Linked DNA regions of Zea mays: regions 2, 3, 4, 5 and 6 are each linked to region 1. Evidence: chromatin contacts called from public Hi-C data. All regions are on one chromosome and are shown on one strand. The core of a region is the stretch at or near the end of the contact, and the rest is flanking DNA. Distances in the headings are between cores, read along the strand shown.

Evidence for each region. A called contact is a pair of places that touch in the nucleus more often than the background predicts.
Region 2: a Hi-C map of leaf mesophyll shows a contact between it and region 1, with 3 times the contacts expected there. The contact joins the promoter of LOC100272990 here to the promoter of LOC103649930 in region 1. A contact is called at or near these places in 5 of 25 Hi-C or Micro-C datasets (ear, leaf, leaf mesophyll and 1 more).
Region 3: a Hi-C map of leaf shows a contact between it and region 1, with 9 times the contacts expected there. The contact joins the promoter of LOC100281148 here to the promoter of LOC103649930 in region 1. A contact is called at or near these places in 9 of 25 Hi-C or Micro-C datasets (bundle sheath, ear, endosperm and 3 more).
Region 4: a contact with region 1 is called in a Hi-C map of leaf, with 9 times the contacts expected there. The contact joins the promoter of LOC103649936 here to the promoter of LOC103649930 in region 1. A contact is called at or near these places in 3 of 25 Hi-C or Micro-C datasets (ear, leaf and tassel).
Region 5: a contact with region 1 is called in a Hi-C map of tassel, with 3 times the contacts expected there. The contact joins the promoter of LOC100283905 here to the promoter of LOC103649930 in region 1. A contact is called at or near these places in 2 of 25 Hi-C or Micro-C datasets (ear and tassel).
Region 6: a contact with region 1 is called in a Hi-C map of leaf, with 7 times the contacts expected there. The contact joins the promoter of LOC100272796 here to the promoter of LOC103649930 in region 1. A contact is called at or near these places in 4 of 25 Hi-C or Micro-C datasets (endosperm, leaf, leaf mesophyll and 1 more).

Annotation. Positions count from the first base shown.
Region 1 is chr3:33,071,688-33,076,070 of Zm-B73-REFERENCE-NAM-5.0, reverse strand. LOC103649930 (nipped-B-like protein B) reads left to right here and starts at 2,297. Exons shown (of 4, transcript XR_563803.4): 1 at 2,297-4,383.
Region 2 is chr3:32,125,937-32,130,319 of Zm-B73-REFERENCE-NAM-5.0, reverse strand. LOC100272990 reads left to right here and starts at 1,857. Exons shown (of 8, transcript NM_001147441.1): 1 at 1,857-2,131; 2 at 2,656-3,007; 3 at 3,094-3,322; 4 at 3,476-3,621. The coding sequence starts at 2,676. LOC100384527 (C-type lectin receptor-like tyrosine-protein kinase) reads right to left here and starts at 732. Exons shown (of 4, transcript NM_001322116.1): 1 at 525-732. The coding sequence starts at 606.
Region 3 is chr3:32,337,714-32,342,096 of Zm-B73-REFERENCE-NAM-5.0, reverse strand. LOC100281148 reads right to left here and starts at 2,649. Exons shown (of 3, transcript NM_001174200.2): 1 at 2,404-2,649; 2 at 2,136-2,288; 3 at 1,688-2,020. The coding sequence starts at 2,573. The coding sequence ends at 1,927. LOC100273036 reads right to left here. Exons shown (of 7, transcript NM_001147485.2): 5 at 3,962-4,073; 6 at 3,567-3,709; 7 at 2,951-3,283. The coding sequence ends at 3,233.
Region 4 is chr3:33,698,430-33,702,812 of Zm-B73-REFERENCE-NAM-5.0, reverse strand. It overlaps LOC103649936 (small G protein signaling modulator 1), which reads left to right and starts at 1,836. Exons shown (of 12, transcript XR_004857105.1): 1 at 1,836-2,368; 2 at 2,462-2,790; 3 at 4,312-4,383.
Region 5 is chr3:33,645,777-33,650,159 of Zm-B73-REFERENCE-NAM-5.0, reverse strand. LOC100283905 (protein AATF) reads left to right here and starts at 1,910. Exons shown (of 12, transcript NM_001156803.2): 1 at 1,910-2,218; 2 at 2,913-3,087; 3 at 3,186-3,260; 4 at 3,371-3,481; 5 at 3,610-3,649; 6 at 3,742-3,805. The coding sequence starts at 3,028.
Region 6 is chr3:32,503,520-32,507,902 of Zm-B73-REFERENCE-NAM-5.0, reverse strand. LOC100272796 reads right to left here and starts at 2,505. Exons shown (of 4, transcript NM_001147249.2): 1 at 1,782-2,505; 2 at 814-1,054; 3 at 587-704; 4 at 1-440. The coding sequence starts at 2,368. The coding sequence ends at 349.

The sequences.
Region 1 (4,383 bases), core at 1,048-3,547:
AGTGTCCTCTGATGCATGGTTGAGCCAGGCTTTTTGAATTTGTAAGCATCTAGTGTCATTCCCTCTAGCCCCTTCTCTTATCTTGCCATATTGAGGAGTTTATTTCATTATTCCTACAACCTTTCTCGATCGAAGATCCCTCGTCCTAAGGGCGACCAGCGGTGGTGGCTCTGCACCATCGCCTTGACTCCCGACCCAAGGCGGTTGTTGGCATGGGGCACGATGTTTCCAAGCCTTTTCTAGGTTCAACGCTGACCTTGGACGGAGTCCGAGCGTCGCCAGAGGCTGTGGTCTCCCTCGCTCTTCCACTGCAGGCGGACTAGGAGCTTTCTTCGGCGGACGCCATCAACGGCGAGCCTCCTCAGTTGGCGCCCCTTTCGCGAGGGGCTATTTTTCAGCAAACAGCTACCCCGGGGGCATTGACTTCCTTGTGTTGACGCTGCCCGTGAGAGGGTAGTGATCTCTTCGTTGGCGAGTAGGATCACATCCTGAGGACAGGGATGGCTATTAGGCTGTGCGCAGCGGTTGACGCCACCCATCCCCCTTCCCTTGCATGCCGCTTGTAGGGGGCACCCTACGGCCGCAGTGGTGCCCCCTACAGCGCCCCCTACGCGTCGGTCCCCTTCTCTCTCCCCTCAGATCTAGCGTGTCACTGTTCATCACCCTAAACACTGTGCTGTGGGTCCACGAGTAATTGTTAGTAGATAAAAAATTGATAGTTGATATAAAAAATGATATTTTATAGTTGTAGTGAGGTATAGGGGAGTATTTAGGGGGAACCGCTGCGGAAGATGAAAACATAGAGGGAAAAATAGGGGGAAAAAGTGATATAGGGGGAAAAATTTAGGGGTAACGGTTGCGGATAGCCTTACAGGGCGTTTGGGGCATGCGACCGTTTTGCAACAGTCGGGGGGGGGCGTTTTGTTATCCCCGAGCCGAGACATTTGCCATTATGGATGTCCTCATATGCGGCTTCGACGATTTGGAGGCGTAGGCGAGGGATTCTCTATTATGGAAAACTAGAGGACAACCCACGCTTCAAAATGGACATGACCACGCCATTACCAGTAGTGAACGACGATTAGGGCCGTTGAGACAGCCGCCGTTCCAGCGCCGTGAGTGCTCGCTGCTTTCCCGTCTTGTCCCTTCTCGCTTCAGAAACGGCGGTGGAAGCAGAGCACGGTTCAGAAACGAAAGAGAGCTAGAGCACGGTTCGTCGCGGGGAAAGCAGAGCAGGAGAGGAGCTGACGCGGCGGCGGGGGCGAGACGGCGGGGAGGCATGGACGGGCACGGCGGCGGAGCCGGTAAGCTGACGAGGACGCCGTCGTCGCTACTCCGGTCGCCTACCAGTCCGCGCTCCTCCTCCTCCCGGTCCTCGCGCTCCATAAATTGATTTCCCCCTTTCTTCGTCGGAATGATGTAATGGGGTGATTTCCAGACATGTCAGGCGCGTTTGTACACGAAAAAAACGATTTTTGTTTGCTCTGCAGGGGATGAGGATCACGATCATCACAACTTCACAAGGGAGCATAAAAAAGCTCATGCGAGACTCCACTCTACTCACTCCCCTTGCAGCGGCACGCGGACGGTAGGAGCGAGAAGGAGGTGGGAGAGGCGGCGAGAACTGCTCCGGTCGACCAGCGCCTGCTGCTTCTGCTGCCGCACCGGCGAGGCCTTTGCCGCCACGGAGCGGAGAAGCCGACGGACCTCGTTCTCGCGCACGACCCTGAACGAGCGGACGCGGCGCGCGCTGAGCAGCTCGGCGGTGCAGAGCCTGCGCAGCTGCCTCCACCCGTCTCCGTAGGGCGCGAACACGAGGCCGAGGCTGCCGTCGCCGAGCAGCGCCATGGCGGTGGGGCTGAGCGGCCGTGTCGCGAAGGCGAGGTCGTGGGTCCGCATCACCTCGCGCGCGGCGTCGGCGGAGGAGGCCACCACGACGCGGAGCTCGCCGAGGCGGAGCAGCATGAGCGGGCCGAGGCGCCGCGCTAGGTCGCGCATGGCGCGGTGCGGGAGCGCGCCCGCGAACGCCAGGTGGTGGAGGTGGCCGACCACCGGGAGGCACGACGACTATGGAGCTTGGGCTAGCGGCTGTTGCAAGGATGAGGAAGACGGCTGCTGCATTCTAGAGAAATTTGCGCAGGAAGAGAAGAGGAGAAAAGAACGTCGGCTAGAGAGAGGTAACGGATGTAGACGACGTGAGTATCCATGGTTTTAATCAAAGAGGTTACCAATTAATAGAGTGTTCTTGTTCGTTTTAGCGAGTGACCTATTCTCTGCTTTTCCATATCAGCTAATCCCTCGTCTACGCCTCCAAAACGTCGAAGCCGCACGTGAGGATCTCCATAATAGCAAATTTCTCCCCCGAGCCTAGACATCAGTTGTTCGGTGGCAGCCTAGCCTTTAGAGGAGGCACAGGGCTCGCGTTGCCGCTCGAGGTGCCACTACTAAGGGGATTGCCGTGGCAGGGTCTGAACTTGGTAAGATGGTGGGGGCCTGAGCATCTTGCGGTCAAAGCGAGGGAGAGCTCTCCGACGGCCCAGTCAGGCCTTTCCGAGGTGTGAACATCAAGATGCAGTGTCAATGGACCCTCGTCATGGTTCTTGATAGAAGGTGAGGCTCGTGCTCTTCCTTCCTCGATTTTCGGTCCTTCCAGTTCCTGCGGTTTTCTCATGGGATTTTCCGTTTTTCGCCATCGATGGTGCTGGAGGAGATTTCGCGTGCAGATGACCGCCTCTGAGCTCTTGACGCTGAGCACCGTGGTCTGTTTGCGGCCATAGACCTCGTGTGCAGTCATCTCGGAGTTTTGTGGTTGAGGGAGATGTCTGCCTAGACTTCCCGGATGACGCCTATCGCCGGCTACATTCATGAATTGGAGGTTGTCGCGTTCCGGCTCGGGGTCCACCATGCCCTGGTCACCGCTCGGCCTCTCGGTAAGGACTAAATTGAGTATGTTTTGGATTGAGTATGCTTTGGATGTCAAATGGTTCGTCAAGCCAAATTTTATCAACTTAACAGTAAAATAATTTTATCAACTCAACAGTAAAATAACTCTCTAATACTAGCCGTCTAACTCGCTAAGCTATTCGATTCTCTAAATTGGTTTTTTCACTAGCTAAACTTGATTAACCACTCTAACTAGCCAAGCCAAATTAGATAGTTGGAGTGAGATGTTAGAGCGTAATCTTTATAGAAAAATAAAGTCAAATGCGAGAGAAAATTTAAAAGGCTTGGAGATGCTGTGACTACGTGATTTTGTCGGTAGCGAAGCACACGCACGGCATTTTTGTTTACTCTCGTATTTTAAGGGAAGTTTTTATTCGATTGTCTTTGTTTTGTTATTGGGCTCTGTTCCAGTTGGGCCGCCTTTCATTACCAGATTCTGGCTGCCTTTCGCTCTTCTGCCTTCTTGCTTGGTTGCCCCATCCGACACGCCTCCTCTTCCTCGTTGCCCCTCGGCCCTCATCCCCTGCATCTGCTCCCCCTCTAGGCCTCTACCGAACCCTAGCCGGCCAGCTGAGCTTATTGAAGGCAAGCTAGGCGAGAGCAGCGTCCGCCGCCGCGCTCTCATGGCGGCGCCCAAACCGATCTGGGTGCGCCAGGCTGAGGAGGCAAAGCTCAAGTCCGAGGCGGAGACCGCTGCCGCCGCCAAGGCCGCCTTCGACGCCACCTTCAAGGCCCTCGCTGCCGCGTCTGGTGACGACTACAACGATGTCGACCCCGCCCCACCCTCCCCAGCCGAGCTCACCTCCACCGACTCGGACGACGATGCTCCGGCCCTGCCAGGCCCGGTCGACCCGTCCAAGTGCTCCGCCGCGGGGCCTGGCATCGCTGGCGGCTCTGCCGGAACGCCCTCCACTTTCACCGTCGTCGCCAAGGATCGCCACAGCCGGAGGCTCACCGCCGGTGGGGCGCGCGTGCACGTGCGTGTCTCGCCCGCTGCGGGAGTCGGCGGGGACGATCTCGAAGGCACTGTCAAGGACAACGGGGACGGATCCTACACGGTCACCTACGTCGTCCCCAAGCGCGGCAACTACATGGTACACGTTGAGCTTGACGGCGTCTCCGTCATGGGGAGCCCCTTCCCCGTCTTCTTCAGCGGTTCCACCGCCACACCATCAGCCGCTTTCCCCACCGCGCTACCTGCTGTCAGCTCTGCCTACCCCAACATGGTTAACCAGACCATGCCTAATATGCCCAATTACACAGGCGCGCCCTCCAGTGCCTTCCCCAGCCTCCTCGGGGCCATGCCTAGTTCCACCGCTGGGTCCTCGGGCGGAGTCATCCTGCCAGGGGTTGGTGCTTCACTGGGGGAGATATGCCGGGACTACATGAACGGGAGGTGCACAAAGGTGGAGACTGACTGTAAGTTCACCCATCCACCGC
Region 2 (4,383 bases), core at 608-3,107, 950 kb after region 1:
AGCTAAAAAAAATTACTGATAGGGGCCATATGATGATGCACACAGGCCGCATAACGAATTGGGAAGCCGAAAGTTGTGTTTCAACAACCAACATAAACAATATATTAGGTGTGGACGGAAAATCGCAGAGTCATGGCCAGATCAAAGTGTAAAGAAGAGCTAAAGAGGAAAGTGAAGTAACAAATGGTCGTTGTCTACATTTCCTCGTGTCTCTTTGTGGTGAAGGCAAAATCCCCATCCAAAACTAGAAGACAGTTTGCACCTCCATATTGTTCGAGAATCAGCAGGCATGCAGCACAAGAGGTTAGAACAAGGAGTCATATCAATTTGGTAATTCGTCTCTTGGGTGGCTTAGGGACAGCGTGGCACATACATGACGCCATGGCGGCAAACAAAATAATACGTTCGCGGCTCGTTTTAGAATTGGTGGCTAAAATAAGAAGCGGTGGATCTAGTTGCCTTCCAAGGAGGAGGGAGAAGGGAGAAAGGAGGGGGCGGAGCGACAGGGAGAGAGGGTGACTCACGGCTTCGAGCCAGCGCAGGAGCGGCGACGGAGAGCAGTGAGGCAGCCAGCAACATGGGGAAGGCGAGCGCGGGGGCCGCCATGGCCCTCCCACGCCGTTGCCGTCGCAGCGGAGGCCGCTCGCTAACCCCGTTCCCTCCACTGGAAAGGGTCGAAAGCTGTGGTCAGTCGCCGCAGCCTCGGCCGACGCAGGGAGAAGTTGGGGAAGGAAAAAAAAAAGAAGGAAATTCTGACGATGACTGAAGACAGTGAAGATTGCGCGCGTCATAAATGAGGGCGCACCAAACCAAAGGCAGAAGCGCTCCCACTCCCGCCTTGACTACCGGGCAGCGCATTCAAGCCTGCTGTCCCCGCTGTCTGCCGCTGGGCCCAGAGAGCAGCAGGAAACCGGAGGAGCCCACACCCGCCAAGCGGGCTGGGTCGACCTTTGTTCTCTGGCAGACCCAGCCCAGCCCATGTTCCTCTCTTTCTTTTTTCGTGCGAGAGAAAAACAGAGTACACGTTAACGGTGGTCGTAGCGTGGTCGCCGGATCATCCACGTGGCACACATCTAACCGTTCGAGCCTCGATGCCATCTTACCAGGCCTTCCCCCCACGACTCGTGGTGCTGGAGCTCGTCGCCGCCGCCTTTGCCCGAAAATAGCAACCTTCAACCTAGTGCTGGGAATCTGGGCCGGGCTTTTCGGGCCAGCACGAGCACGACCCGAAAATAAGAGCCCAAAGCACGGCCCGACACGAAATAATATGGACCGGGCTAGTACGGCCCGAAGGCGGGCCTGGGCCGGGCCTCAAATTCTGACCCGTCGGGCCCCCAGCACGGCACGCATAGATGGGCCGGGCTTGGGCCAGCACGGCCCAATTAAGCCCAATCTGTTTAATCTCTTTAATTTAGTAAGATATTGACTTTATATTGTTGTTATATTTAGAGTTTATGTGGTTAAATGATGCTATAATTGTTTAATATCTTTAATTTAGTAAGATATGAACTTTATATGGTTATAATATTTTGATTTTATGTGGTCAAATATACGGGCCGGGCTTGGGCCGGCACGGCCCAACGAAGGCACGGCGTGGTTTAGGGCCGGGCTGGGCCACTGTTTTTACACTTCGGGCTGGCACGGCACGGCCCAAAAATTGTTTGGGCTTTCTTGGCCCGAACCCGTTTGGCACTAAGCACGATGGGCTTGGGCCGGGCCGGCCCGGCACGGCCCAATTCCCAGCACTACTTCAACCTTGTCCACCTCAAAAAATAAAAAAAAGAAAAAAAAGAAAAAAAGAGAGAGGAAAAGGGGACAAACCACCAACAACAACCAGAATATCGCATCGCCGTCGCGTCGTCGTCGATCTCCCCGCCCCGCCCGCGCCGCGGAATCTGACACATCTCTCTAATCTCTCCTAGGACCGGGTGCCCTTACATCCACCCGCAACGCAAATCGCCGTCCGAGCCATCGCGGTGTCTCGTCTCCCCGTGCGAGAGGACGCCGGCAGCAGCGGCGTGCCAGTGCGGTGGCTTGGTGGGGGAAGACCGGAGGCGTCGGCAGAGCTCGCGTCCAGAGGTGCACGGCAGGCCTGTTCTCGGCGTCGGCTGGGGGAAGGCGAGTAGCCGCGGTGGGTGATTCTCGCCCTCTCCCACCTGGTTTGGAATCGAATTGAAGTTAGTTTGTCCGAAACTTGGTCCATACGACTCAAATTTTGAAAACTTACCTTAGAAAAACTTGCGTTCCAATGCTCAAACTCCTCTCTATTGCACTGAACTTTGCCCCTCTCACATCACTTTTGTGCCGCTAACCAACCCAATTGCAACCGAACGCCTCAATGCTTGCTCGCCTCGTATTCCTCAATTCCATCGAATTGAATTGCTCATGCTATCATTTGGATCTCTGAGACTTCGCTTGCCCAACAACATTTTTTTTGTAGTTTGCTCTTCCTGGCCGACTAGATCGATAATCTCACTCTCACTATGTGGTGATGTGGTTAATTCGAGATCCAACCCTAGGGATTTGATTCCCACAATCCGCTTCTGCACCAATACCTGGACTCTACTTATGCACACATACATATAGGATTTCTGTTGCGCTATCATATGATAAATTTGGTCTGCAACTTCATGTCTCTTATCTCATTTTGTGCAGGGAAGGACGAGTGAATAATCATGAGCTCGATCTGCCCTTTCGCGGGAGCCACCACTGGTGGTGGTGTATGCCCTGTGAAATCTGATAAGAGCAACACTGGGGTGTGCCCTGCAAAATCTGACAAGAGCATCAGTGGTGTATGCCCTGTCACTGGCAAGGATCATGGTAGCAAGCTCAAGGAAAGTGGTGATCATGGTGAAGAAAAGGGCACCGATCCTCGTGTCGTACCAGCAAAATGCCCATTCGGCTATGACTCCAACACTTTCAAGCTGGGTCCGCTTAGCTGCATTGTCTGCCAGGCACTACTCCATGAAAGTAGCAAATGCAAGCCGTGTGCCCATAAATTTTGCAAGTGTGTTTCGTGCCTCACATCCAGCTCAATTGCATTTTGTGTTTCATTCGTTGCTTCAATAGGTTCTTACTGGATTTCCTTGGCAGGGCATGTATATCACGCTTTAAAGACTGCCCACTATGTGGTGCTGATATAGAGGGTATTGAGCCTGATGCGGAACTTCAAGCTCTTGTTGACCGCTTCATTGATGGTCATGCCAGAATCAAGCGATCACATGCTGCAGGGGATGTGGAAGCAGCAGATGGCAAGAACAAAGTCATATATGAGGATGTTTCCATGGAGAGAGGGGCTTTTCTGGTGCAGCAAGCTATGAGGGTCAGTAATTAAGTTAACTGCTTTAGCCTCTTATGTTGAAATAGATTCTTGAACCTGATAAATTTTAATAACTAATCATTGTCTATTATTCATGGATTTATTTACAATATTGGTGTTACAACTTACAACAAGGCCTTAACTGTTTGGCTCTAGGCTTTTCGTGCCCGAAACATTGAAAGTGCAAAGTCAAGGCTCACTATGTGTGCAGACGACATCAGGGAGGAGTTAAAATCTTCAGAAGATAACTTAGACCTATGTTCACAGCTTGGAGCTGTGTTAGGAATGCTTGGGGACTGCTGGTATGTCTGTTGGCTCTTAACTATTTCCCTCAAATGTTTTTATTCACTTCATCAGCAAACTAAGAAAATACTATGATTACTAGGGTGCAAATGGTTGGATACCTACGGATATGAACATGGATAGCTATATTGTTTCTTGGATTAGAATATGGATATGATTTCAGTATTCGGATGCGGATACGGTTTTGGATATAGTTTATCCGACTCAGATACGGATGGATTTTTAACTCTAAACGAATTCGAGCTTGGATATGGCCAGAAAACATCCGTACCATTTGCACCCCCTAATGATGAGTCATACCAGGATTAGAAAAACAAAAGATATGTGCTGTTGATTTAACACACAAAGATATTTCTACCACATATGTTTCTTTTGCTACCCCCTCTGTATATAGGAGTGTGTTAGTCTGGACGCCAAAAGTGTGCATTATGGTCTAAGGGAGCAAATAAAATGAATTCTGCAGATGTTACATTGATATTTTAACTGTATATTGAGCTAGCTTCCTGCATAGCTGTGCTCTTTCAAAGTGCAAATTTTGTTCATGTTGTGTATCTGAACATTCTTAGTTTTTAACTACCTGAAATCTTTTCCAAATTTGCTGCCTACTTTTAAACGACTTGACATGTATGAGCCAATGTTTTTGTCTAGACTGTGGACTGGCTAATGCAGCTAGGAACTTTTAGTAGGGTTCTAGCCTGATAATTATGCCAGTCTTCAGCTGCTTGCAACTTGTTTGGATGGTATTTCGCCAAATGGAAAAA
Region 3 (4,383 bases), core at 1,400-3,899, 730 kb after region 1:
TCGTGCACTACATTGTGTCTTAACCGACAAAACAGAATGCGAAATAACTAATGGAAGTATTTTGTTGGGTTTATAAGGATGTGATTAATGGTCCTAGTTAACTGCTAGCTAGAAAGATCCAACGTCACTCTTGGAGCTACCAGAAAAGGCTAGCATTACTGTATATTGTCTAGAAGGTAGTTTTTAATGTTTCAAGTGCATAGACAACACCAAGATATACTATATGTTAGAATACTCATTTAGGGTTTGGGGTTTTTACTGTGTAATTACTCCCTCATCCACATGTAATGGGCCAGGCCCAGTTAACTCAAGTTTATTAATACAACATCCAACCTAATATAGGATTAGGGTTTCCCACATGGTATAAAAGCTAGATTTTTCTCTTCTGCCTCCCTCCCTCCTCACCTCTAGTCGTCGTTGCCCCTCTGCTGGCCCTCCTTTCCCTCCTGCCACCGGCCCCGGTAGCCGCCGCCATACCTCCCCGTCGGTACACCGCTGCTCCTCGTCATGCCAGCCCTTCCCCTTCTCCCACAGGCCCGAACGCCGACGCGGCCCTGGCCGTGGGCGTTGCCACCCTAACTGTCGCCCCGACCAGCCCAGGCGTGGCTACTGCCGGCGACGGCCTGGCCACCTCCCGGGCAGCGGAAGCCGCAGCCCTAGCAACTTCACTCGCTGCTACTGACCTGGCCCCCTCAAACGTCGTCCCTAGCCTCTCCTGATAGAGGATGAGGCACGATCTTCCGTGAGGTATGATAACTTGATTGGGCGGAGATTTCGACTGATGATCCAAGGCTCCGAGCGAACGAATCCTCGCAATCACTACACCACGACCCCGTTGGTTATCACCCGTTACACATAAGTGACTTCGCCACGAAGGCTTATCCCTGCAAACGCAATCAAGAACACAAGCAAGAACAGATAGAACACAACCAAAACTGTGTTGATTACGAGTTGAGGTCTCACAAACCGATGAACGACGAAATGTTCGATGACAGATATGATCTAATCAAAACTCAAATCCTAATGTGGTGGTGTCTGCTATTAAAATAGAGGTTAGAGACGTGCGTGACACTTAGTCGCACCTCTAATGGGCTCAAGGTTATAAAAGTATAATTGTATTAAGAGTTTATTTGGGTTTTAACAAAATAATTGGTCAAAGTTATATTTTGAAGACATATCGCTGTACTAAAGGATAACTAATACGACACTGGAGCAGTTCGCAACAGGCAGGGTGGGAGGTGGCTCTGTCCAAAGTGGATCTAAACTCAAGCAGCAAGAACGTGTGCCAAATAGATAGTAGCAAGCGATAAGATTAACGATTTGGCCCTCTTTTTCTGTGCGAGACGAGCGACGGAGTGCTCACTAGCTCTTTGTTTTTTTCTGCTTTCTCTTTCTGCCACATAATTAAGACTATTGCTGACATGTACAAAACGAATAGCTAGCTAACTCAGTATTGTTGGGCATTGCTTGGAGCTAGTAATTCAGTACTGAAATTCATGCTTTGGTGGCCACAGGGCACAGGCTACAGCTAACCTAGTTCTGCGCTTACCTTTTTTTTGTAGGATAATATTGTGCAGTAGTTGAAATAAATCAACGCGGTCAATGTTTCAGGTAGAAATAATATTTTGTGGTAGTTGAAAGCTATCTGATATCCAGGCAAAATCTATTTTCTAGCCTTTGTATCGTAAAACACGGAATATCACCATCAGTACCATTTCATCTTGGTTTAAACTATACATACAGTCGCAGCTGACACAACCCAAGGCATGCCTATTATATACACACCCTTGGCTTTGCTTGGCTGCTGTTATTCTGTAAGCACGCTAGCTAGCTTCTCCAGCTCTCCGGGCTCTAACACGTAGATGTAAACCATCTGCTACACATACGTACATAGCGTGGTGGACAGAAATGGATGGATCAGGGTCTTCAGGCGTGCGCCAGCTCCTTGGAGACGCCGTCCTGGTACGGCGCCTCGCAGAACTCGCCGCCAAGGTCATCGCACGCCTCGCCCGGGAACACCCTGCAGTCCAGTGGATTCACCATGGCCACAGTTAGTTTGCTGCCTCGACGAATCACCAAGAACAGATGGTGCTAAAAGCTGGGTTATCCTATGCTAGTTGCTAGCTGCTGCTTACGTCTTTGGCTCGTCGTAGGACAGGTAGTCCCTGTCCACCCCGACCACACTCCTGCTCGCCGCCGCCGCCGCCGAGGCGGGCTTGGCCTCCGGGAACATGGGCCCGTTGCACGCGTCGCCACCAAGCAGGTCGCAGGCCTCCATCGGGAACACCCTGCAGCGTCACCAACATGCGTGTCAGTGTCACCGACCCAAATTCTAACCATACCATCCAGAACTTAGCTCTACACCGACTGGTTGTTTGTTGATCAAGGCCAGGGAACACGTACGAGACGCTTGAGCTGTAGTCGATCTGCGCGGCCTCGGTCGCGACGACGGCAGCTACACGGACGCTCCTCCTTGTGGCGGGGACACGGGCCACCACCCTGCTCCTCGCCGCCGGCCTGCCCTTGGCGGGCAGCACGGCCGAGAACCCGGCGGCAGTAGCGGCAGCCTGCATTTTTCTGATCTCAACTTCCTGTGTGTGATCAAAGTGTGGTGGCAGATTGGTCCAGTACGATCTGGAACGCTTATCTATTTTGTGTGGTGACCCCCTCCGTTATATACTGCAGGGCCAGGAGGGGTTCCCTGCTCTGGATAAGATTCTGGTATGTGGTACCCCTCTACCGGTGTTCTTGGACCAAGGAGAAGGGGGACCCGCTCACCCCTGTTGCCTGATATTTTGAACCCCTTGGAAAAGATATTTCCACCTTTGATCCTGATAGTTATCTTGCCTCAATTATTGTAAACAAAAGGGAGTGCTATTGCTAGCAAAAAGGATACTGCATTGCAAGAATACAACAGCCTCCAAGATATTTTCCCCTCAGTCTTCTGTTCACTCTGCCGACTTGTCTTGGAGAATTACTGGTGTGTACAGTGATTTTTTCCCCTGGAATAATTGCTGTATAGTGACGTGTACTTGCAAACAAACACGGCTCAAGTGACAGGTGACAGATGAAAAATTCCAGAATGACAAAAAAAAGGAACCTGAAACGTCAGCAGCAACAGGAAGTGCAATAAACTGAAGCATTACCATGACGAAAAGCATTAGATTGTTCAGACTCAGACACAAACTACAGAGTTTTCACACCAACTTAAAATCGAAACACAAGATTATTTCTAACTGCGAAGTGATGCCCGAGGCACCGCTGGCAATCCTAGCTCATCCTCCTGCACATCAGATAAGAAGCAAATAACCCTTATTACCACCTCAGCCAAGCAAACTTCTAGCCGAATAAAGTGGTAAAGCGTGTTTTTTTTAGGCAAACAAGCAAATTCTTGATGGCAAATGCAATGAAACATCAAAATAAATCTTGGTAAATTACATGGTGTGCTTTACTCAAACCAATACTACATCAGGTCAGAGATATTTTGAATTTAATGTTGGTTCGTTCCCAATGGGTAAAAAAAATCAGAACCACACTAAGTTAAGAATGTTGTGCAAATAAATCACCTGCAGCCCGCCTGCTGGGACCATTGCAGGGCGACTTGGTGCAGCAGGTAAGTTGAGGTCAGCATCAAAGTCAGAATCTGGTTGAAGATATGAGGGGACTGCAGCTGAGTCAAATTCCATATCAGACTCCAAAGCATCTAGCTCTGCAACGTCAAATGAAACAAATAATAAGAACAGTAAAGCGAGAATCATCTCCAAAAATTAGACGATAAATCACTAGCTAGATGGCAAGGAAGAAAATTTAGGCCATTTATAGAGTATAAATATATGTGAACAATTGGAGTTTTAGACCATTAGCAAATAACCATATTACCAAGTGATGTGCCAAAAACTATGGAAGACTTAAATCCAGAAATAGATGTCATATTGCAAAGATGAAATTGTGACTTCCATACCGCCCATCAGTTCTTCCTCGTCAACGTCATCAGGGATGTTGTAGCTTCTACCAAGAGTTTCTTGTATCTCATTGCTCACGTCCATCAGATCTGTCATTTCATCTTGCATATTCTATGAATAGCAGGAATGTGTAAGTACAACTCAAGATACTGAAAAAAAGGATGTAAGTCACAATAATCTGGGTGTACTTTTTTCTCTCTAACACATAGGAGAGTTGTGTATCATTATATTAAGAATGAAAAACGGGGCAAGAACCCTTATAAAACACACCCATCCGTGTGATTTTACAAGCTTCAACAATTGTACGTTTATTATATAGATACTAAATCGCCTAAAAAGCTTCAAAGAAAAGGTTGACTTTAAATTAAGGGTGATAGGCAATCTAATAATTTTTGTTCTGCCTTTGAGCAAAAGAAGAGTA
Region 4 (4,383 bases), core at 587-3,086, 630 kb before region 1:
CTTGTCTATGTATACAAATAGTTTATTAATTTTTTACTTTGCACATACATTTATGTTCATAGCATGGGTCCAAAGTCAAAACAAAATTCGAGTAGTATAGTATCTGAATACTGTTGCCACAAAAAGTATATAACCTTGTTTGGATGTAGATATTGAAGCATAGAATTATAAATTGGAATAGGCTTTCTAGAATTCTATTATTTGGTTGCACAAGGAACACAATCCGAAACTCCAATTCAGTGACATCCAAACAACAGAATTGAAATTGCAACTCATTTCAATACCATGACTGATTTGTAATTGAACCCAATTCAATTCCACGTCCTCTAATTATCGATATGCAAATGGAGCATAATAAGAATTGAGCGGTAGACAATTGCAAAGTATATATGATTGGACCGATCTTAGTGAAAGTGTCATTCTCTACTATATAAAACATTATATGTAACACCAGTTTTTATGTTTGACGTCCACTGTTATTGTGCCCCCTGCATTTGAATGATAAAAAGATAAAATTATATATAAATAAAGATTCGAACCATAATTTTTAGCTCCAAACTTATCCACACTTACCTAGCTAACACAACACATATTTCTTTGAATTTTATATACTATACTTAAGCATAAATAAAAAACATAGCAACGTACAAATACTTTGCTAATACTCCTATAAAGCACTAGTTTCCACATGCCACCATTGTCGTGCATCATCAAATGACGTGGGTTGTTACCTACTAGATTTCACTTGAAAACACTTAAGCCTAACCCGATAAAAAAGTCACACACAACACAACGCAACACAACACAACACTCCTATATAGTATCACTTTGCTAGCTGAAGAAGGATGAGCGGTTAATCGAGTTATAAAAAGGGGCACGTGATTTTTTTTCAACTCATATCTTCTCGCCTGTTACACTATACATTGGTATGCCGTCGCAATATACATGTATTGTACTAGTGGACATTAAATAGATTGACAGTTCATAAAAATAGCAATTCACAACAATATTAATAAAAGACGGAAGATAAGAGTTTTATAGAGAACGAAAAGGAAGACATAATGATTCTCAACCGTTGGAAGAGCAGATGAAACCCGCACCGAGGCACTTCTTTTGTGCCATGATTCAATGCAGGTTATAGATACTTCTCGCACATACCATGTTTGTTCGTCGATATAGAATTTTAAATATAATATATGTCTATATATATGATAAACATAATTTTGTCATTTTGACCATGTTCTAATATGATAATATGTAGACTAACATAACTTATATACTTTATATTTAACCACAAAACCTCAAAAGAACCTAAAGCTCTAGGGCCATACTAAAGTCGCATCAATTGGTCATAAAGAATATCCTAAATTTAGCTAAATTTAGGAGTATGCCCTCCTCAATTGAATAGTAAGTGATGACCCATGCAATTTACTTGTCATTAAACCAACCTTTAGGTCTAGTTTGGGTACTCTATTAATAAAAGGGATTAGAGTGGATTCAGATGTATTGTGGGAGTTTTTGATCTATTAGGGATTTATACACTCTTCGATCCTTCAAAACCACTTCAATACTAGAGTACCCAAACTAGCCCTTAAGGTGTTGTTTTCCCCTTAATTTTTTTATACTCTAAACTATGAATTAAAAAGAAAACCAATATCAATATGTACACACCATTTCAGACTATAACAAATATATGTGAAAAATATATTTTAAAAGGTATTAGAAATATAGTGCATTGTGTAGAGGGATGAATTTAGAGGGAAGCTGCGGGAGCTTTAGGAGGACTGAATTTGAGAGGATGATATAAAATTTAGAGACCGACATAGAGAAATCGTTGCGGATAGTAGTTCCTAACTATCTGTCGCGTCTTTTTCAAAAAGAAAAAAAAACTCCCAACGACAGCGAGAAGTGAACCACGCGCTCGGACCAGCCAGACGGCCAGACCAATCTGGCCGAACCGTACCATGGGTGCTGTGTGGATCTGTTCATGACATAAACCCCCCTACACCCACTAACCTCTGCACCATTGTTATGCCGTGGACATAGGGACAAAACCGGAATTCTGCGAGTCCGAGGGGGACTCGACTCGACTCGACACGAGGGTTTTCCTCTCCGTCTTCTCTCTCTTGCCCCTCCCCGCGATTCTATTCTACGCCGCTATAATCAGTCGTGCGGCGTCGTCGGCGACCTTGCCGCCTGCGGCGCGGACCACGCGGTTATTATACAGCTAACCGGGGCTTTGAGCTACAGCCTTCTCTTGTGGGGAGGCATCCCCGTCCTCTACTTCGTCGCTGCCCTCTGCTGCGCCTGGACTGGCGTGGAGTGGAGATCCATCCACCCGCACTTGCCACGATCTCTTCCTTCTCGTGTCGGTAACCGCCCCTCGAGGTTGCTTGGACGGATTGCACTAGGGACTGGCTTTCTCGCAACCTAATCTAAATCTTCTTCTCTCACCATTCAGAGTTGGTTGCGGATTTGCTTACTTTGGTGCGCCGCCCGGCAATCCAAACAATCCTGCTTGGGTTCGATTCGCTTCGCCTTCGTCTTCAGCGCTCAAGATCAGTTTAGCCGAGGTGCCGGGCGCGGTTTGGCTGTCCGGAGGCTTTTAGAGTTACTGGAACCCCGATGCCCCAAGTGAAGTCCAGCTACGATGGCGCCGGCGGGGACTACATTAAGTGGATGTGCGGCGCCGGCGGCCGCCCGGGCGGCGCCATGGCCAGCCTCCACCGCGGGGTGGGCTCCCTTGTTCGTGACATCAGCGACCCCTGCCTCAATCCCTCCCCAGTTAAGGTTGCTATTGACCCTTATAGTAAATTAGTTCTGCTGTTTAGTAGTAGTACTATATACTATGGATTGCTTGATAGGTATCAATACTCCATGCCGGTGACAATGCCAATGTATCTGTTGCTCCCTTGTCAGTGACATTGGCTGACACCCCCAACCGGTGCCACTACACCGCTTGTAAGCCTTGTGTGATGATCATTCTCGGCAAGGAATGTATTGGTCACATTCCTTTAATGACATGGCACTAATCACATCTTGCATAGTGATAGCTCATTGTTACTATTTGGTAATCAGTGCGCATGGTATAGATGGTGCCTAGAGTAGCAGGGTTTAGACTATCTCCAGCAACGTCCCCTAAATTCTATCCCCTAAAGGAATATTCTCTGTCCTATACAGCACGCTCTAAAAGATTCTATTCTCTATATCTTTTTCATCTCCAACAACGTCCCCTAAATTCGGTCCTCTATATCTATAGTGTACCGGATTTTATAATACACATTATTTTTACATGTCACTTATAAAAAATTAATTAACTTATGTTGCGAAATAAAAATACTTCTTACAATACATTTTCATTTTATATACAAATTACTCATCGATCATATTATTTACAAAAAAATGTATTATGTATTTCCTATCATACGCACGGAAACAAAAAATCATTCATGTGATCCAAGAATTAATTAGAGACTAATTAATTTTTAAAACCGACTACAACCAAGCAATAGCAGACAAATTTGCATGGCATCTGCACGGCATCTGACAAGCGCAGGAGAAAAAGTAGAGAGAGGAAGAGGCTGGACTGCATGTGAGAGCAGGATAGCGGATGAACAAGTACGCTCTGGCTTTAGCGCTCGTCAAAGTCGTCCGCTATTTTACAGTTCCATTTACAGGTTGCTGCTGGAGCCGATAGCGGACGTCTCATCCTCTAAATTTAGAGTACAGGACTATTTAGGGTTCGTTGCTGGAGACAGCCTTACAACCTTCTTTTTATCGTTGAGTTCATACTTGTATTGCCTATATTTAGTATTTTTCCATGACACTATTGAGACATCATGCCTTGTTTACAATAGCATTTGTGCTGCTTATAGAATCACTGATCACTTACAACATTTATTGCGGCATAAGATACCTCGCAGGGTAAAATCATTCCTAAATTTGAATTGCTATTTAGGATGTTATAGATGTTCTCCCATTCATCTGTAACCCCAAATAGAGTGTTGTGGGATCAATGATGCACTCGCTTCATCCCTTTATTATAATTCATATTTTAATATGAATTGCAATTTTTAAGGAGGGCACATCTTGAACACTACTAATCTGGAACCAGAAAGCTGAGGATGACAATAGTATCCATCATCCAATTAAATTATAATCTAGGTGAACTATAAACCATAATAAAAGAATGGTCACATCAATTTGGCTACAGGAGTACATGAAACTATTAGCAAGTATCAACACATGTCACATCATTTAACTTCTCTCCTTCACTATTGACAATGTTTTCTTCTATCCGCAACCGTGCAGGGAAACAGAATGCTGAAACCAGAAAGATGGCACGCGTGTTTTGACAGTGACGGGAAGGCTATATGTTTCCGT
Region 5 (4,383 bases), core at 661-3,160, 570 kb before region 1:
ACTTGTGTGTGTGTTGTTGTTGCGATTGTGTTCTTATTTGTGTTTCTACTCCCTCCTTACTCCGTTTTGATCGTAAACATTTGTGTAAGGCGTGAGAGACTCCAATTTGTGAAAATTCCTCACAACCGGGACTTGATATAAGGAAGGTAATCATGGTACTCAAGTTTGATCTTTGGATCACTTGAGAGGGGTTGAGTGCAACCCTTGACCGAAGGAGGTCACCACAACGTGGAGTAGGCATTGGCCGAACAACGGGATAAAATCGCCATGTCTCTTGTCCATTCATTCTATTGTGATTTTTGTCTTCTTGAGTTGTCATATTCACTTGTATTATTGCTCCTAAGTTTGATACACATTTCAAAGGAGCAATCAAGTGAAGAGTTCTCATCTCTCCATCTCTACTCATACCAACTAGGTTTTAGCTTTCACTAATACTCACTATAAACCAAGTTTGTGTTATTTAGAGTTAATTTTTGCAGGATCACCTATTCACCCCTCTAGGTGCTCTTACTTTGCATGGTAGCGTCTCAAGATTTGCTGATATCGGGCTGACTGAATGACAACTGTTGGGGGCCTTCCTCTTCCGAAGGTCCTCAAAAACATAATTAACCATTTGCTTTTTGCATAAGCTATTACAGGGAGCTTCGTCTTCAGGATGGAAGTCTTTCCCCCACGATGAAGGCATACGAGATGAAGATATGATCTAAAGATGATAAGAATAAATGTCGAAGCTATTGACAGAGTAACAACTTCGACTTATAATGGTGATGAAGACTGATGACGATGCTGGCCGAAAGGGAAAAAATACTACTTAGTCCTTAATGATTTATGTTACGATCACAAGTAAATGTCAGGAACATAAATATACTTTTACCTAGGCTACGTCCTGTGTCTATAAATAGATGAACAGTAGCACTGTACTGTTCACACTGGTTTTGTAATCTTTCTCGCATCAACACCTTCGAGCAAGCCGAATGTATCAATGTAATACAAATTCTGTTGATACTCATACATATTTTATGGATTGTAAATATGAGGGAATCAATGAGTTATATTCATTATATTTATCCTTATCTATTTTTATTTATCTATAATATGATAAAGACATGTTCTTCACGACCTTTATCTGATGATCATTATACTCGCGAGGAGATAATGCTTCGGAAGACGAAGGTCCTTAATACTTAATAATTGTGTTGCCTTGTTCTCGATTTACAACATTTGAGAACAAGTGACCAACAACAACATTTAAACGTTTCTCTTCTAGTACATTAATCTTCTCAAGCCGGGTTGCTTCTGCCTATGTGATGCTTTTGAAAGGTTAATCTGGGTGCCTCAAAGGCTATGTCTGTTGGCAACATTGTCCGATGGGGAAGAAACTTTCTCGCGAGGATATAAACGTGAAATTTTATCCCTCGATGGGTAAACAGGGATTGAGACGGGAAGCATTTCCCATTCCTGTTCCCTGCGGACCCGTTAAACTTACACGCGACTATGTTTTTGTGTACTAGTTAACAACAAAAATAAATAATTACCTTGTAAAGAGAACACTAATTATATAAATATGTTCATTTTGATGTATATATATGATTTTTTACATTAAACAATGTGTATACGTGATAATGTTTAATATTACTAACAAAGAATGTATGTCTTAATTATAATTTAAATAGGGATAGAGATGGATTTATCTTTGTAGGAATGGGATGGAGAAGAAATGTTATGTAAGTGTTTGCGGAGATCTCTACAAGTAAATTTTTTCGTCGCGGAGAGAGGATAAGGAGGTATTCCCTCGCGGATAGAGATGGATTTATCTTTGTAGGAATGGGATGGAGAAGAAATGTTATGTAAATGTTTGCGGAGATCTCTACAAGTAATTTTTTTCGTCGCGGAGAGAGGATGAGGAGGTATTCCCCCGCGGAGAATTCACCCACGGTTTCCTCTCCTTCGGCCCAGCCCCCACCCGGCCGTCCACCTAATCCCGAGTCTCGAGCGAGTAGCGACGGCCGCGCCTGCGCCTGCCTGCGTCTTCCGTGGCGGCGCCCCTACCTCTCGAACCCGTCAGGCGGTCTGGCCGACCTCGCTTCCTCGGCTAGCTACCTACTCGCCAGCGTCTATTGTCCAGCAGGCGCCCAGCTCCCAAGCGGCCGCAGTGCCCCTGCTTCTGCCCTTGCACGTTCGGCCCCTGTGCTGCACTGCACAGTGAGCCAGACAGCGAGTAATATTTACTGATTATTGATTATTATCGTTGCATCAACGCATCCTATTTTGATTGATGAGTGCCAACTGTTACTTTCTAAAAAACGGCACCGTACGGTATTTTTCTACCACCATGTTGTTTAAGTATTTTCAATCGATGTCATTATTTGTGCTCTTTATTTTAGGATTATGTATTTTGGTTTGACTGTAGTAAGATTTCTAGCCTTATAATTATAATTTTTTGATTTTACCCCCTTGCCTCATTTCTGTGTCTGCCACTGCCTGCCCATAGTAAATCCACGGTGAGCCATCTGCAAGTCAGCGACGAGTTGCTTCTCAATTCCTTCTCTCGTAGTCCTGTCTTGTCCCCTCACCCATAGTCAAATCATCTGGTCACGTGACCTGATTTTGAGTGTTTGGTTTATTGGAAATAAGAGCAAAGCAGCACAGTATCAAGAATGTAGGGCAATTTGAATGTTCCTGCTGCACTGCTACTTTTAGAATTGTAGTATGCTTCATCATTTATTTATTTCTAAAAAAACTTGCATGTATTCTATCGTGACTTTTATTAAGAAAATAATGTATTCACGTATCTTCATGTTTCTGATAAAGGTATTTGTATATGCATCAGTGCTACACATGTGAATACCGGTTTTGTTTCAACTCTGAAGTCAAGTGATTTTACTGTTTTGTTTTGTTTTGTTTTGCAACAGGTAAGGTTTGTTTTCTTCCATTCAGTTTGTTGTACTGTGGAGATCAAACTAGCTAAGGGCAGAGCCAAATTTGGGGATTCTTCAACTGAAGCCTTGTATAGATATAGTTTGAAAGATGATGAACGAACACAGAGAGGAGGATGCCTTGAGAGGTCAAGCAGTCAAAAACCAGAAGGTGCTGACCCACCTTCTTTGCATCTTGGTATTAACATGTGCTACATATATATAATCTTGTCAAAATTCTTACCTTTGTTTGATTTATGCTCCTTCAAGGCGATATGGGACAAGACCATGGAAATGAGATTCTTGCTGCAGAAGGCGTTTTCTACTTCCAACAAGTTACCCCAGGTTGTAGCAAGCATCTCCCTAGGTTCTTTTTAATTGTCCCCCCTTTTCATGCAGGATTGTGGCTAAGTTGAATTCTAAACTCCATTTTGTTTTCTACTGTGCTGTTGCAGGAATCCATCAGAACAAGGTTTTGCAATCATGATAAGCAGATAGAGCAAGCATATGATGATCTTTTGAATTCGACGAAACATACTTTGAGCAGCATGATGGAGCTGCAGGAGGTTCAGTTAGTTGCACACATTGTTTTCCTTTCACTCCTATGATTTTCCTCAATATGATCAAAATGTTTCTTTTGCAAATAATAATTGAAATGTTTCTCATTGTACTCAACCTCTTAAACTACCTATAGGCTTTGCTTGAGAGTAATCAGGCTACAAAGGATGCCAATGGTATTGCTGCTCTCTATACTGTTCTTGTTCTACTGTAAAAACTATGACATCCCATCTATATGTTCATAACACAACTCTTTACTTGACCCCAGAAATTCCTTCTGCCTCAAATGGAGACAATGACGAGTGGTCAGAAGTACAGAGATTGCAGGCAAGGTAAATTTTGCAACAGAAATAACTAACCAACCATTAGTGCTTGAAAAAAAAAATGGACTGGTGACTGGGGAACGGGGTTCTCATCAACATTTGGACCTCAACGGTCTAATCAGTATAACTTAGAAGTTGGCTAGCGCTTGAAAAACACTACAGGACACTAAGCATTTGTTTATTTTCAGCTGCTTACATCCCTATGATTTCAAGTAACTACTTGTCTACTTGTGATAATCACCTGAGTATGAGTACTTGAAATGCTTATCACGTCTCGGCAATTGCATTTCTTTTATGCGTAACTGAAGTTTGCTCTAGCTTCCTAATAGAGTTCGTTTTTTAATACAGAAACCACTCTGAGATAGCCACAATGTAGTAAACGTGGCAGCTAAGGTACTAAAAACACCCATGCAAATAAGAAAAAAAATGAAACTTGTATTTTAATTTTGTTAAATACCTCTATAATTTGGCGATATATTGTGTTACCATCCTGCTTGTAGCCTGTAGGTCATTATATGAGCCATCAAATTGCGATGACAGTTGCCACAAATCCAGTTTCATATGAAGGTATTAGCTGTGTAACAAGC
Region 6 (4,383 bases), core at 1,256-3,755, 570 kb after region 1:
AACAGGCGTCAAGAAACGAAAATCCTCACAATAAGCAATACAAAAATGCCGGCCGACAATGGCAAACAACATCAGACCCTCAAAAAATCTAGATTCGACGTTCTACACTCAGAATATCCTCGCTAGTCAGAGCCTACTCATAAACATACAACAACAAAATCACCATACACAGCTTCATAAGCAGGCAAAACCCCGCAACAGAGCAAGATACTCAGGTTGGCCGTCTCTCTAATCTCTTGGGCATATTGATGTCGCTCCTCAATTCAGCACTCTAGCTCCAATAACAAAATTGTCTCAACTCCACCGCTGACTAAAAGCTAAGGGAGGTAGAAAAAACTGCAGTCATTCTCAAAGGATGACAGCTGCCTTGTCTGGAGTAACATGCTGGAGGACAGTGGCGATCAAAGGCTCGTAATGGTCAGCACCAGCACCACACCATGCTGCAAGTGAAAAAAATTTGTACAGTCTACTTAAGCATGACCGTGTCACTAAATAAAAATACAGGAATAGAGACTGATTTGCATTCTACAGATTATATGCATTTGCTGATGGGGGAGCACGGCCATGTTTGCATCTGAAAACACACCTGTTCCTTTCATGAAAAGAAAAATCGGTGGCTCGCAAACTTCTCCTCGAGGACGGTGTGGGAGGAAGAACACACAGTTATCCTCGTCAACCATTGCATCCGCTCCATGGGCTTGCACCTATCAATGCACAAAGAAAACGGCCCAAGATCATATTACAAATGCTATTTCAGCTATATCAAATAGAGATAAACTAGTAGCAACATATCATATATGTTCAAATACTTACCACGTAAACTTCTCTCTTGAATTCAGTAGCTAGGCATTCAATGGCAATATCATCGCCAAATGCAGCTGCACGGCCATCTCGGTTCTCATCTATTGTCAGTAACCCCTCCTCTGTGTACTGCAGGGTGATAATGTCATGCTCGTCCTCTGAAGAACCAGAAATGGACATGTACTTGGTCCAACTATCCCCATTGTCTACAGTGATGCATCTTTCCTTGTAGATAGTTTCAGCTGCTATTTCCCTGAAAGGCAGTCAACACCGAAGACATGATATATGAGCACGTAACTGGATTTTGGAGGCACAGAGGGCTAGTAGCCATCCTATGTGGGTGTCACAAATGAGCAGGTACAGGAAACCTAAGCTGATTAGTATACTGAACAACTTCAGATTCTTTGATTAATCAAGATGTAGGAATACAGCTGTACCAGGGTCAACATGGGAGTATTAAGTGATGTATTGGAAATAACAGGGTGGACAAGCGTGGGCTCCCATTACATCAACACTTGCGTCGCAATACTTAAAAGGACGATTCCATCCTTCATTTCATTGACCTTTTAATTTCAAGGATACAACGCAGACACCTTGTGAAGCGATGTGTCCTGCATCTCCACGATGCCAAAGCCCACAAGATTTCGTCAATCCGTGTTTGTGGATGTGTTATGAAATTCAGGAAGGGCTAAAGAGACACGAACTGCTATATGTAAATTAGCTGAACCAAATAATCTTTGATAATCTCAAGAAGTCAAGAACAAATATATTTTGGGCTGGGAAACGGAGAATATTTTATTGCGAAGGTGGCGAGAAAACGACATTGCACGAGCGTCTGATTAGACCAAGAGCAAGAATGGCGAAATCATCAAAAAGGCATACGGGAAAAAAATGACAAGGCTTTTAGATCTTGAAGTGGCGAGAAAATCAAAAGATTTGAGCTAGAGCAGCGAGCAAGGGCAGATCCGCGAGCACGGTACCTTTGGATACCGAGATCGACGAGCTCCTGGATGGCGGAGTCGAGCGCGTGGCGCTGGGCCTTGGGCACGAGCACCTTGATCTCCTGCACGACATGGACACCCCACCCGGCCTTGAGATCCGGCGCGTAGAGGTGCCTCACGGCGGCGTCGACGGCGTTCTTGTCGTCCTCCCCAGCGGCGGCGTAGACCTCGGCGAATCGGCGCACTGCGCGGTGCCTCAGCTCGCGCGCGTCGGCCTTGGCAGCGGCTGCCGTCCGCGCGGCGGTGAAGAGGCAGTTGCCATCGGCGTCGACCTCCCCGCCGTGGTCGAGGCGGAAGACCACGGGAGGCAGCGCGGCCTCGCCGGCGCCCGGCGAGGAGGGTTTCCACGCGACGCCCCGCTCCCAGATCCGGTGGAGGCGGCGGCGCTGCTGGTCCTCGAGCGCCCAGACCGCGTCCCAGCCTGTGGGCGAGATGGAGGCCTCGGGGGAGGAGGCCGGGGCCGGGGAGGACCAAGCGAGGAGCGGCGGAGGCGGAGCGGGGGCTGGGGACGGCGGCAGGGCCTCGGCGACGGCGGCGGCGGAGGGGTCGCAGAGAAGCTTGCCCATCTCGATTAGGGTTTCTCTCTCCTCCGCTTCTTCCTCCCCTCCTTTTCCTCTGTTTGGTTGGTGGCGGTGGCGCGCTGTTTTTTTTTCGTTTTATTTCTGCGGTCAAGGCGAGAGAACTAGCGACAGGCGGGGACGCGGGAGGCCGGCTGCGGCTGGGGATGGGGACATGGTGAAATAGCCGTTGGGTAAGAGGCAGGTGGCCACGTGGAGAGGAGTGAGTGGTTGTCGTGATTGTGCCGCCGGCGCACCGTAGAAGTGACCGTTGCTGGCTGATCTGGCTGGTCTCATGACGTGGGAGCCAGCTGGACCACAATTATTATCTACTGTACCCATTTGGACCCTTGATTTTGTACAATCTTCATTGATGGTACCAACCCAACTCTTTCATCTTTCTATGATCTTTCTAGTTCTAGGGTAACAGGTAAGGGCAAAGTTCACCAAATCGGGTTGCTACCTAAAAACCGGCTGGAACCAATATTTGATTAATCACGATAGATTGGTGTAAAGCAGTAGAAATTGATATATTCAAATCCAAACCAATTTTTGAATTGAAACGTCTCATCATCGGTTTATTGGTCGATATGACGATTAATCGGTTCCAAAACCGATAAACCAACAACAGATCAGGCGAAACCGAACCTCTTGTTTTTTGGCAAATAAAAGCATGTTTAGGTCACATTAATTGAATAAAAAATGGTCCAAATGTTATCATAAGTCCAATAACAATATTTAGTAGTTCAAATACATTATATGTCACAATTTTATAGTTCACAAATAACATCGAAGATACAATGCACCCTCTGGTGAAGATCATTCCCACGGGTGTGCATTCTACTGATTGTGTGGCGTATTATACCCCTCCAACGAGAGAAACATAATATCTTGCTCACGCATCCATTGTTTTTATACTCCACACAAGTATGTCCAGTCCATGCAGAAGTCGTACTACACGAGTCCAATAACATTTGGTAGTACTCAGACTCCTCCCATTGATACACCCACCTCATGGGTTGCTGAATCACTTCATCGATCGGATAATTCATATAGGGGAGAAGGGGTGAAGACGAACCTTGTCTTTCACTGCCAGAATTGAGGTCCAATACGCTTGTTGTAGGCCCTGGTGTCCCATCCCCGTGAACATGGTCCTACGCTCCTTAGGTGTGTCATGATCTTGGTCTTGTATAGTGTATTCGTACTGGGAATCCTCTACGTGGCAGATAGTCGTTGGCTGTCTTCACACCGGACTGTCTAGCGCTCCGCGTGGACTATCCGGTGATTTTTAGCCGATGAAGCCTGACCGAGCTCGAGAGTGGCCAGTACGGCAGGATGGTCACCGGACAGTCAGGTGGGTGGCACCAGACTGTCCGGTGCTGCCCAGTCCATCCCAGCTTGTTCCTTTTTGTTCCAACTTTCTTTTGCTCCTTTTGGCTCGACTTTATATGGTCCCTAGCACTTGTACAAACATGATTAGTACCTAAAACAATTGACTAAGTGCTAGAAGCATACCTTTTTCACTTTGATCCATAGATGTTTCAGTCTGTCCATTTCTAAGCCCAAAGGATGCTTTTTCTTGTAATCCTCAATTTACTTTACAAAAACATGTGCTCATGCTCATATGTGGAGTTGTTAGTACATAATAATGTGTTGAGCATTTGATCACCAAAACAACTAGAAATGGCCCATGGGCGCATTTCTGTTTCAAGGCTCTCAGCACCTGCGCCCGAGGGCTGGACCCTCGGGAACAACCCCTACCCTCATGGCAGGCCACTCAGACCTCTAGCCTAAGGGGGGTCGATGCTGCCACGTGTTGGCCAACACCGGAGGAGACAGGACCTCCCCATGACACTAGAAAGGGTGGTCCTAGTCACTACTCCCCACACAAGGCAAGGCCCGATGCTGCCACGTGTTCTACGACATGTGACATAAGCCATCGGGGAAAGCCTGACGTCGGCCTCTAAGTGTAAAGCACCTCTGCATTAACTGTGGACGAGACGTATACCTGCCCGCCCCATTGG